Regions from separate parts of the Mus musculus genome. Here regions 1, 2 and 3 are each linked to region 4. A link is a contact called in public Micro-C, promoter capture Hi-C and targeted proximity ligation data. All regions are on one chromosome and are shown on one strand. The core of a region is the stretch at or near the end of the contact, and the rest is flanking DNA. Distances in the headings are between cores, read along the strand shown. Region 1 holds the start of Vldlr (very low density lipoprotein receptor). Region 2 overlaps Smarca2 (SWI/SNF related, matrix associated, actin dependent regulator of chromatin, subfamily a, member 2). Region 3 overlaps Smarca2 (SWI/SNF related, matrix associated, actin dependent regulator of chromatin, subfamily a, member 2). Region 4 holds the start of Dmrt2 (doublesex and mab-3 related transcription factor 2).

Region 1 (2,826 bases), core at 276-2,775, 1.5 Mb before region 4:
TCACTACACTGGGACTCAGTTTCTCTGGGGGAAAGTGTTGCCCAGAATGAGGCTCGGCAAAGTAACCTGATTAAGTCTTGATCCCACTCCCCTCCCCCGTTCAGTTATCTCAGAGACCCCAGAGGTTTTTAAAAGCCGCAGTAGCTGCGGAATCCCCGGGGATGGGAGAAAGAAAAGCACTCGGAGGACAGTCCAGTTGAAAGCCACTCTTGGAGCCCGAGAGACGGCCCGGCGCCTGGGGAGTCTCAGTCCCGGGCGCAGGCTGCGTACTTGTCATGGCTCGGCCTCCAGGCTGCCGCCCACCGAACGTGCGCTTGCTCACGGCAGCGCGAGGACTCCCGGCTCGGCCGGCACCTGGCGCCCGGTGTCCTCGGAGACGCCCACCTTCACCCACTGTGCGCTCTCAACCCTGCTTAAGTCTGAGGGGCGCACTCGGGCTTCCAGGCCCCGTGCTCTGCCACGGTCCTAACAGCCCGCCTGGCAGAGGAGGCAGAACCATTGTTCAGTGGCTCCAAAGCCCACATCCCCTAGCCCTTGTCAATGGGGGGTGAAAACCATGTAAAACAGAGGTTCTGGGAAGAAGGGGGACACAGAAGAATGACAACAAGTTCAAGGGACGCTTTAGGACACCCTAAACCCCACCGTCCCCCGGGCCTGGCTCCCAGTAACCTCGGCTCTGACAGCTCAGAGGCGCCACCCGGGTGGGGAGGGGAGGCAGGAGAGGAGCGTGGAGAGGCGCCTGCTAGGAGGGGATGGGCAAGAGGAGCCCCGGGGTCCCCCAGAACGCGGCGATCGCGGACGCCTCGGCTTGTTTCGGGCCGAGTGCGGAGGGGCGCGTCCCCACTCACCGCTTGCAGTGGCGCCGCTGTCCCGGGGCGCCCAGCACAGCGCGAGCAGCAGCCACAGCGCCCAGCGCGCGGACGTGCCCATGCTGCCCGCCCGGATGGTGCCTCCGTCGCGCCGTCGTTGTCGCCGTTCGCTCCGCACAACAAGTTACCAGCCCTTCGGAGAGGAAGAAGGAGGTGGGGGCGGGGAGGGAGGAGACGAGGAGGAGGGGGAAGGAGTGAAGAGCCGGGAGCACGGAGAGCACGCAAGGAGCGGGCACCCTTTCCCTGCAACTTGCACACTCTACTCCCCGCCAGCCACCCACCCAACCACCCACCCGGTCACCTCCCCCGCCGCGGCCGCGGTGTGCGCGCGGACCCTGCGGGCGGAAAATAATGCAGGCGTTGCAGAGAAGGGGAGGGAGAGGGGAGGGAACGGCGCGGGAGGAGGGGGCGGGGAGCCCGTTCGCCACCGAGGACAGCTCAAGTGAGCGGTTTGGGGGCAACCACCCGGGCGGCCGCAGGAGCGCGGCCGAGCGGCGCGGGGACCCCAGCGGGGGAGCTCAGCCCAGCAGCTCAGGCACGCACCGCTCTCCCGCGCGCAGTGAGGAGGGTGCGGGGGCAAGTGGCAGCGTGCGTGCGTGAGTGGCTGGGGCTGGGGCTGTCGCCGCCGCCATCCGGATGGCTCCAGGGGCTCGACTGCTCCGCGCGTTGGCCCGGGGCTCACGGGGGACCCGGGGCGGCCGCTGGTTGGCTCGCGCACCGTCCTCACCTCCAATCCCGGGTGCCTGTCCTAATTTCCTGATCCAGGGAACCTGCGGCCGCAGCAGCTGTGCGCTCCCTAGCTCCCTACAGTTGCTACTGTACCCTCCTGGCGCCTTGGCTAGGAGCGCTGATGCAACTATTGCTGCTCTTGCCACCGCCTCCAGGCTTGATGGGGCTGGCAGTTGAGGGGTCTGGGGGGCAGCAAGGAACCCTTTTCCTCCCTCTCCTGAGCCCCTAGGAAGGGCTGATGTAGTGAGGTCGGTAGGTAGCATCTTCCGGGGGACTCTTCTTTCCAACCTGAAAGTGATGAAGAGGAGGGGTGCGAAAGCTCCGCTGTTCTGCTGTGGGGTTCGGAGTCCCATCTCAATGGCAAGCTGAGATGCCATTTTGTTAAAAATTAAATGTGGCTTTAAGTAAGAGTGTGTGAAAGAGAAAGAGAGAAAGAACAAGAGCGCTCCCGCGGTTGTGGCTTGTCCTCTGTAATAGAACAAGACTAAAATAACCGAGTCTGGGATGGGGAGGAGGGAAATTGCCAGCGCAGCTCTGCATTCTCTCATCAACGATTAGAGTTAATTGCTAATTGCACAAAATGATAGTTTGAGGGCCTGTAATTAAAAGCTTAACCTTTTTCTGGTTGGAGGAAGGGGACCCCGGTAGATTTATTCTTGGTATAGTTTGTAACGTTCAATTATAAGCATTGTGGAGGGAAAGAAGTCAACCCTCCCAGAGAGGATAGATTGGAGGGAGGTGGGTGCCAGACAGGACCTAAGTTTATGGTTTGTTCTTAGTGTACTTCAGTTTTCTTGAACACATCGCCTTGGTTGAGATGCTTTCTGTGGTATACCACAGATTTTTCCAAATTATTTCACCTGTTAATATGTGTGTATGTGCTTCTGTTTTATAAGTTGCTGTACCTCGAATGAATCAAAGTTGACAGATTTCAGATTCCATGTCCTAGCTTCCTTCTGGCATTGTAATGTCACCTTGGTTCTCTTGAGCAGTTCTCTGGGGACAGTCTACTAGGAGAGATGTTCTCATGTACCCAGGAGACCCTGGGGGTAATTCTCAGCCAGGGTACATTTTGATCGGTGTAATTTAGCCTCATTGTGATGGATAATCTCACATGCAGATGGGGTCTTTCAAAGCTGCTCACTGTGGATGCTGTTGTGTATAATCAGAGGGTAGGAGATGGGCGGAAACTGCATGGTGAACACGTGATCACAGCCAGTACCAGTCC
Region 2 (2,912 bases), core at 38-2,537, 1.0 Mb before region 4:
AGCCCTGAGTAATTTAAACAGTAATGGCCCATTATTTTTTACCAGGAAAACCTGAAAACAGATAAAGCACACAAGCTTCAGCTTGGAGACAAGCTCTGGTGGGGGGCACCATCTGGAGAGGTGCCTATGAGAGAGAGAGAGAGAGAGAGAGAGAGAGAGAGGCACAAGAGGAACGAAGCCCTGCTGACAGTAACCCAGGGCAACAAAAACAATTATTTCTTTCCAAGCACATTCAGAGCTGCTGGAGAGAAGTGGAACCCAGGTGAATTTTCTTAACAGATGTGTAAGTGGGGCTGGAGAGATGGCTACTTTTGCAGGGGAATCGGGGTTCTATTCCAAGTGCTCATATAGAAGCTCATAACCCTCTCTAACTCCAGTCCCAGGGGGTCTGATGCCCCCCTTGGCCTCCACAGGCCCTGCACACTTGTATGTCTGCAGGCAAAACACTCATACTCATAAAACAAAGAAACAAACAAACAAAAAAAAACCCCTAAACAACCCAAAAAGATGGGAACTCACTACAAATGACCAGGAAAGGGCCCAGGGTACATCAACCGAAGGCATTTCTTTCTTCCCCTCCTCTTCTTCTCTCAGTCCCCCCACCCCCCGCCCCAGTCTCCCTCTCTCTCACACACAAACACACACAAAATACCATACAAAAATATTAAATCCTGTGACCAAGATTTCAGGAGGAAAAAAAAAAAACCTGAAGAGGGAAAAAAAAAAAATCCAGCCATCCAATGACCAAATGATACTGTTGAGTATAATTTGCAGGATACTTTATACTCCAGTGAGATGATCCACAATTAGAGATAAAAAAAAAAAAATTAAAGAAAAAAAAACCATACCTTTGCAAGAATGTGCTTGTCTTTTATAATGTACTCGTAAGTAGTCAGGAGGACATTGAATTTGCCACTCCGTAGCTGGGGAACGAGGGAGCGTCGCATGGCAGGGGTACCCTGAATGGGAAGAAAAATACATCGATTACCCACTGGAAGCACATAGGTGCGATTTCTCACTGTTCAGAGCTTAATGGAGCCTGGACAGGCGATGTGCACATAAATGTATTATCATATAGTGATCTATTATCTCTGAAGAAAGTGGAAGCTAAACCACACGTATCTTGACCCTTTCCAGGTCCTTACAGGAAGGTTTCCCACTTACGACTGAGGAAGGGGAGAGAGAGAGAGAGAGAGGAGGAAATTGCAGTGAGCTTGCAGTAGTCGTGGGGAACCCGCTGCTTGGCTGAAAGGCTCTCTTTCTGTGGGAGAGTGCAGCAGGCAGCCCGGTGCCCCGTAATTGCCTGCCAAGGCAGGAGGAGCTGTCGGCACAGTAGAGGCCCACAGCAAGCCAGTCAGCAGCACACAGAAAAGTGTGATATTTGTCATTTGTATTACTCTCATCAGAAACCTCGCAATATGATAATTAACAATTTTCTTCTGCATTTCACTATCTGAAAGTAATTATGGTTTATTACAGTAATCTTCTTGGGATGATTAACTCTCACTGTTTAGTACATGATGTACATGACAAAACTTTACAGCCAGATACAGTTCACAGATGTGCACATGCAAGGGAGAAAACATAGCTCAGGGTTTGTGTTTTTTTTTTTTTTCTTCCAGGTTTATATAGAAACACAATGCTCCAAACCTTGTAAGAAATTTTCACCACAGAAGGAGCCCATTTGTCAAATTCATATGTCCAGTTAGACAGAGTCCTACAAAAAGAAACAACAACGAAAAACAGTAAAAACCCACACACGTACACACACATATATAAAAGTCAGTTACTGGAAACCTGTTACTTATTTCTAGCCCTTGCCCTAAGAGGGGCTAGAGAATATAAACTATCCCAGACACATATTTATTTTAAAGCTATGCAGGTAAGAGGCAAGTTAGAAATAAGCTGCCACAAAGCACGACAGTTTTACACTTCATTTAAAAAAAAAAATCTCATAAGAAACAATTCCCAAGTATATAAAGACAGTGAGCGATGTAGCAGACTCCTCCTATGGTTCCGAAACCCAACAACGGCTGGAGGGTTTGAGATCTATACAGTTCTGGAAAGCTACTCAAATCAGGAGAGAGAAATTACAAAACCACCTGAAAACAGTAAATAGACCTGTCAAAGGACGCAGGGAAGAAATACCGAATCTTTTTTTTTTTTCTTATTCCTCCAAAGTGAAACCATAATATCCAAGTCAGCCCTGAAAATATAGTTTGAACACAAAAGGGCATGTGAACAATATGAAGGCAGATAACTCAGCCTTGGTCAGAAGAGAAAGAACTGAAGGAAAAACAAAACAAAAAGCCTTGTTCTTCCTGCACGTGTCTCGGGACTGCGAGCCACAACAAGGTCTCAGTGACTAAAGGCCGAGACACACATACACCGAAGCACTGGACTAAGGGAAGGTGGATATGAATAGCTCATCTTTACTCGGCGTGTTGGCTACAGACCAGGGGGAGCCATTCAGTGGGTGAGGAACTGGGGCTGGGCTGGACACAGCAGAGACTGGTCCTTCCAGGGCGGCAGGCCATTGAAACACAAAGTGTACGTGCGAAGCTTACTTGGATTTGCGGAATTTGTAGCCATGGTTTTGATTTCTATTCTTCTTTAAAAGATACAATAAGGAAAATGTACAACGCTAGAATCTTTTGGAGGTGTGTGTGTGTGTGTGTGTGTGTGTGTGTGTGTGTGTAAGTGTGAATACAAAGAAAATATTTCTAGGAAATTTTAAAAATGCCCTCACCTTTCCCTTTAGTAAGCTACTTAAAGAGGAATGAGGAACTGAATACACTCAGAAGCAGTGGTTCTCGACCTAAGGGTCGAGACCCCGTTGGGAGTCACATATCAGCTATCCTGCCTATCGGATACCTACATCATGATTCATGACAGGAGCAAAATTACAGTTT
Region 3 (2,700 bases), core at 41-2,540, 1.0 Mb before region 4:
GCCCTGTCTCCCTAAAATGGCCTCACCTGGGTAGCAAAGTAATACATTTCCTAAAGCTGGGAGCCACTGCTATGGCTGCCTGCTTTTCTGCCTGGGAAAGAGGTAATGGTCTTTCATTGTGAATCATTATGTGTGGGCATAATCTGCGTTCTCTAGACAAAGGCCACAAGCAAATAATCCCCCTCCCCCCATGAAAATGACATAAGCGTCCACACAGCCTTGGTTCTATTCTCTCACCCTCCCTAAGCTTAAAAGGCAGAGATTACAAACCCATCGGGTCATATTTGGCTTAGCTGTGTTCTCTTTGGCCTGCAGTGTTATGGAATAATATTAATAAAGGTCCTGAATGTAGTTGCAAACCTTAATGCTGAGAGTTCGCCAAAAAGGGTCGATTCCTAGCATCTCTTCAAAAGTTGTAATTTCTGCTTAAAAGGGTCTCACATCTCCACCTTGCAGCCCCAGCACCGGCAACCACATCTTTACTATGCCTCTCCTTTCCAGGTGCTTTGCTTACACAAGGGTGGGGGGGTTCCAGGACCCCATGGCTTTCTAACAGGTGCCTGTGATCAGGGTTCTTCAGTGCTACTACACCCCAGCCATAGTGCATACATATCCCGTCCCTCACGGTCACGCTAAATGCCTGACACGAAAGTCAGAATGGCTGAATGCTTTGGAGGAAGCCTTACCCCTTATTCATCTGGATCTGTCTTGTCATCTGGACAAACCCTGAAACCACAACCATCACCACCCTCATTCGGTAATCTATTGCACATAAGCACTACGTGCCCGGGACTGTTCTAGTCATTTAAGATGAGAGTGTAAAAGCCCGAAGAAGGCAGTAGCCACCATTCTGCAGCCGCTGAGCAGCCTCCCCCACAGATTGGGCCTGTTCCCCAACCACTGTGGAATGTAGTGCATCTCACATGTAAGTCAAACTGAGGTTTCAGGAAACTTATAGGTGATGCTACGCTTCATGGAACCTCAAGGTTAAAGCCACAGGCAACACATTCTAAAACACCGAGCTCCTCTAACATAGAGCAGGTTCTGCTCTTTGGATCACGGCCGTATCTTCCTATGCACGCAGGCAAAGGTTCTATTCCCTTAAGTGTCTTCCCTGCAACAACTTCACAGGCTGTTGCTGTTCACCTGCTCCTATTCAGGAAGAAGCTGGCTAAGCCACAGCTGCAAACTGAATGCAAGCAGAATGGACAGCTGCCCAGTGTGACTCTGGCCTGGGATGAGGACTGGGTCCCTGGTGAACTAGGGACCGCATACCCTGTGTGAAGGGTGAAGCTGCGACTCAGCTCTGGCCAACTGCCTCCAAACCGAGCTGTGGGCCAAACACCGCCCCATCTCACTTTCCAAAGGAAGCCAGAAATCGAGATTCTTTTCATGCTGGCAACAAATGCAAAATTTCAAGAACTGCTATGTGGGCCAAACACAATATGTCTGCCGGCTAAAGCCAGCCAGTTTGCAGACTCTGAACCAAAAGCAACGCACAGACTTCAGGGCCTAGGTTCTGCCCAGTATGCAGGCTGCGGGGCGGGCAGTCTGGATAACAAAAAGGGGAGGTGGGGAGGGGTGGGGAGAGATAGTCCTTTCCCATAATTCCTGCAACATTACCATAAAAAGATCAAATTCTTCCTCCCGGCGAGCAATCATCTGGTTCAGGGTCTCGTCGTCTGGTACCTCATCTTCTTCCTGGATTCAGCAACAGAATGATCAGAAGAGGCTTTAAGAACAGAGACTGGATAGTTTGTGGGGGGATGTTCTGCCCTACTTCTCAGGACAGAAAGGGGAGGAAGGGTCTCTCAGCTTAGTACCTGCCGTTGGTATTTTGAGAGGTTGAGCTTTTCAGACCGTCTTTCCAGCAGGAAATCTGTCTAGGGCGGGAAATCTGCTCTCTAAGAAACACGAGCTCTCCTGGGTGTGGATCTTTTCTGTTACTTTTAAAGCAAGCTACTTAATGTCTCCCGCCTCCATGACCTCATCTGTAACACAGGCGTGACATCTACTTCACATCTACTTCACGGGAGGAAGCCAGCTCCAGGCACAACTACTTAATGTTAATTCTACTAAATCCATTGATGATACTGCAGATACTGCAAACATGAATGTTTATTTTCAAAGATTTACCCAAAACAGTGAGGTTTTTGTCACTATGCACCAGGATGAGGCAAAAGAAAAAAAAATCATATATAGATACTAAATACAGAACCTTTAAGATAAGTTGGATCTATGTATTTTGACAGGCACTATTATTGATGATGGTACAAAATGTTCCTAAATTTTATATCCTATTAAACAAAGGCACATTACCTGCTAATTTTCAGAAATAAATAGTTCTCAAGGTTTTAGGAACAAACAGTATGCTGTGGTTTCCATGATTTAAAAAAAAATAATAATAACACCAGCAGCCTAAGATAGATGATGTCAGCTCCCAAGACACCTTGCATACCAAAGGGACTTAATCACTCTTAGAAATACATGCAATCCAATAAAGAATGATTCAAGATAATCATTATTACTGAAAACCCTTCCGATTTCATTCACCTCCATGTTGATTAAAGTGACTCTGTCTAAATATTGCACTTCACCTGACAAGGAAGCAGATTAGCTGGAGAATGGGCTCAGGACTTAACAAGATCTTGTACACACACAATGAGGCCATAGGTGTCCTCAGACAAGATGTACACTCTT
Region 4 (2,881 bases), core at 358-2,857:
CGCGCACCCTGGAGACCTATCCCCAGCCTGTCGGCACCCACCTCTGTGGCCTGCTGCCTCCGGAGCGCCACCTGGGCGGCCATGACACGCTGGCGCTCCACCACCAGCAGGCAGTTGGCGCACTGGCAGTCCCGCCAGCGACAGAATCGCTTGTGGCCCTTGAGACAGGATACCACGCCGTGGTTGCGGCAGCGTGCGCACTTGGGTGTGCGGCTCAGTTTGCGCGGCTCTGCGCCGCCACCGGCGGTGGCACCGCGCTCAGGGGCGGCGGCGGCGGCTGGCAGCGCCTGAGCAGCAGGCGGTGGCCTGGGTGCCAGTCCCCCGGGCTGCTCTGGCCGGCCTGGCACCTCCGAGGACACGCCGGGCTCCTCGCCGTCACCCTCGTCCTCCACATCTTCATCCTCCTCTTCTTCGTCCTCGTCCTCCTCCCCATCGGCCGCCGCCGGACTGGGTTCCTGCGGCGGCGTGGCCCGCAGTGGAGTCCCACAGCTATCTTCCTCCAGGTCTAGGCTTTCCACGTCGATCTCCCAGTCCCCGACTCCCGGGACTGCCTGCCCTTCCGTCATGACACTAGACTGTCGTTCGGCTCGGTTGCCCGCGCGCTAGGGAGACAGAAAAAGGCCTAAAGACCCGTCGCAATTAGGGACCCTCTCTGAGACTCGGCCCAGAATTTCTGCAAGGCCAGCTTTCCCCCTTGAATTACTCAGTTTTCTTCTACAGGCCACACCCGAGATCCACAGTTCAACGAAGCTTGTATTTTACTAATTCTAAGTGGTCTGTGCACCTGACCTTTAACCTGAGTCCTGTCTGCCTTTCCAGACAAGTCACCCACTGACCTTACTAACTGGCCAGTTTAAGCCACTTGTCAGGCTTTTCCACAGCCAGTTAACATGGCCATGATAAATATAAAAATGTCGAAGGTACAACTATCTTTCCTTTTATTACAAGGGACCTTGAAACCTCGTTTTCCAAATGTCTCTCATTGACCTACACCACCACAAAGACTCTAGAGAGGTCTTCTCGTCCCTCCGGTTCCCCTAAACCGATGCTCTATATAGGACACACACAGGGAGTGGGGGACACAGCCATGAAGCTGAAGAAGCTGGTCTGGTATCAGTAGTGCTTGAGCCGCACAAGGTTGAGGGAACTTGATTTTCATCTTTAAGGCAAGACAACCAGAAACAGAAAGAAGCCGTAGTGAAGAGTCACGCCCCGTGCCCTCCCTGGCTCCCGAGCAGCGGCGACAACACAGCACTCACCAAGAACCAGGCTCAGGCTAGCAACCCAGTTAAAAGAGAGCCAGCTTCAGGATCTGTCCCCCGGAGCTGCAGGCAGTGGGAGCAAACAGAATTGGGTCTGAGAGCAGGAGGCGGGAGCCCACTGGATGGCGACCGGGGGACAGAGGCCGGAGGCGAGTCAAGGCCTCAGCAACCTCACCCCGTACATTCCAAATTCTGCAAAGTTCTGTTCGGTCCTCTGCACCCTGGATCGCCTCACTTCACTTCCCACTTCTGGTCCAAAGAGGACGGAAAAGGTCCGGCCCGGACCCAGGACTCCGCCTCAGGCGCACCCTGCTTGCTTTCGGCGCAGAGACACTCACTGCAGTCGGGGACCTGAGCTCCCCTTCCTAGTATTATCCACCACCCACCCCCACCCCGAGCTCTGCGTCCTCTGATTGGTTGGTTTTCAGGCGGTGTGCACGCCGATTGGCCGGAGCACTAGGGCTGAGCGCCCTCCTCCTCAGCCCAGTGGAAGCTTCCCTTTAGCGCTACTGCGCCGCCGGAGTCCACCCGCCAGCCTTCGCTGCAGCCGGGTCCCTGATCCAGAAGCTAAACCTAAAAATGTGGGCAGTGGTTGCGGCGGAGCAGTCGCCTTTTATCTCGCCGACTAGAGAACAAGCTGATTCTCGTACTCTTATACATCGCGTTGTTCTCGAGAAGGTAACTAAGGGGTAGAGATCAGAAAGGTTAGCGTTGATTTCTATCGATGATATCATAATCTCCGGTGTTTAACCATCGACCGGCAGTTGGGCCGAGAGAAGAGGCCACTCTAAAGTGGGCACTCTGGCATCCTTCTCTCCGCACGAACAAGTCCATGTTTATCTTGCTGGTCAGCGCCCAGATGTCTTACAAATATCTGTAGTTTGTGGATAACTCCGAGGTGCAAAGCAGTTCCTTACTTCCATAGAGCTTGCGAGGCAGGTGGCAGCAACGACTACAGCCCATCTACGGTTTCCTGTTATCAGTGGATAGCACAGTCCATTCTGGGAGCAAATAGAAATAAACCACGCCATTAGCAATTTTAGATACAAAAAAATATTCAATCTAAGCAAGCATTTATACAAAAACTTTTAAAACGTAGCAGCCTTTTAGCATGTGTGAATGAGTGATTATCAAGAAAACTAACTTTCTTCTCTCTCTCTCTCTCTCTTTCTCTCTCTCTCAAAATACCCTTCACAAAAATGTTTGAAACAAAGTCAAATTTCCCACGAATAATAGAGAAGTCCTTTAAGCAACGCGACAGTCTATTACCTTAAGCTAAATTTAAAAATCCCATCGATGCTTCTTTAAAGGGTTCTCCTTAAGATCCAGCCCTCCGCAGGAAGAGCGGGTTAGAAAACACATCAGAAAACAGGTTGTCGATTTCCTGGGCACGCGCTACAGTGGCGATGGATATCTGTTGATGGGAGAAAATTTCGGAGCTGATTCTTTTCCTCTAATCCGAACCTGTCAGAAAATTCCAAGTCAACCAAGCTCGCCTAAGTGAGAACAAAGACCAGCTGCCTGCCTGCCTGCCTCCCTGCCGGAAGCGCAGGTATTCTCAGGCCCTTGTGAGGTTGAACGCTTCCTAATATCCAGTTAATGTATAAAGATGACTTTCT

Evidence for each region. Promoter capture Hi-C pulls out the DNA fragments that hold promoters and counts their contacts. A called contact is a pair of places that touch in the nucleus more often than the background predicts.
Region 1: a Micro-C map of embryonic stem cells shows a contact between it and region 4, with 10 times the contacts expected there. A contact is called at or near these places in 6 of 39 promoter capture datasets (the C10 cell line, cranial neural crest, embryonic stem cells and 1 more), 10 of 484 Hi-C or Micro-C datasets (all in embryonic stem cells) and 5 of 130 datasets of targeted methods (astrocytes and embryonic stem cells).
Region 2: a contact with region 4 is called in a targeted proximity ligation map of forebrain, with 5 times the contacts expected there. A contact is called at or near these places in 2 of 39 promoter capture datasets (cranial neural crest and hippocampal neurons), 3 of 130 datasets of targeted methods (embryonic forebrain, embryonic limb bud and forebrain) and 1 of 9 other capture datasets (embryonic stem cells).
Region 3: a promoter capture Hi-C map of hippocampal neurons shows a contact between it and region 4, with 2.8 times the contacts expected there. A contact is called at or near these places in 2 of 39 promoter capture datasets (hippocampal neurons and stem cell-derived epiblast-like cells), 3 of 130 datasets of targeted methods (astrocytes, embryonic forebrain and embryonic stem cells) and 1 of 9 other capture datasets (embryonic stem cells).

The regions. Positions count from the first base shown.
Region 1 is chr19:27,215,719-27,218,544 of GRCm38.p6, reverse strand. Vldlr (very low density lipoprotein receptor) reads right to left here and starts at 1,525. Exons shown (of 18, transcript NM_001161420.1): 1 at 849-1,525. The coding sequence starts at 930. The region is part of intron 3 of Gm35438 (a long non-coding RNA gene); the gene reads left to right.
Region 2 is chr19:26,677,121-26,680,032 of GRCm38.p6, reverse strand. It overlaps Smarca2 (SWI/SNF related, matrix associated, actin dependent regulator of chromatin, subfamily a, member 2), which reads right to left. Exons shown (of 33, transcript NM_011416.2): 16 at 1,651-1,717; 17 at 849-959. Among named protein-coding and RNA genes, the nearest start is that of Gm20616, 55 kb to the right of the region's middle.
Region 3 is chr19:26,715,116-26,717,815 of GRCm38.p6, reverse strand. It overlaps Smarca2 (SWI/SNF related, matrix associated, actin dependent regulator of chromatin, subfamily a, member 2), which reads right to left. Exons shown (of 33, transcript NM_011416.2): 26 at 1,624-1,701. Among named protein-coding and RNA genes, the nearest start is that of Gm20616, 93 kb to the right of the region's middle.
Region 4 is chr19:25,671,137-25,674,017 of GRCm38.p6, reverse strand. It overlaps Dmrt2 (doublesex and mab-3 related transcription factor 2), which reads right to left and starts at 1,607. Exons shown (of 4, transcript NM_145831.3): 1 at 1,260-1,607; 2 at 42-602. The coding sequence starts at 566. 2610016A17Rik (RIKEN cDNA 2610016A17 gene) reads left to right here and starts at 1,779. Exons shown (of 2, transcript NR_045347.1): 1 at 1,779-1,940; 2 at 2,573-2,881.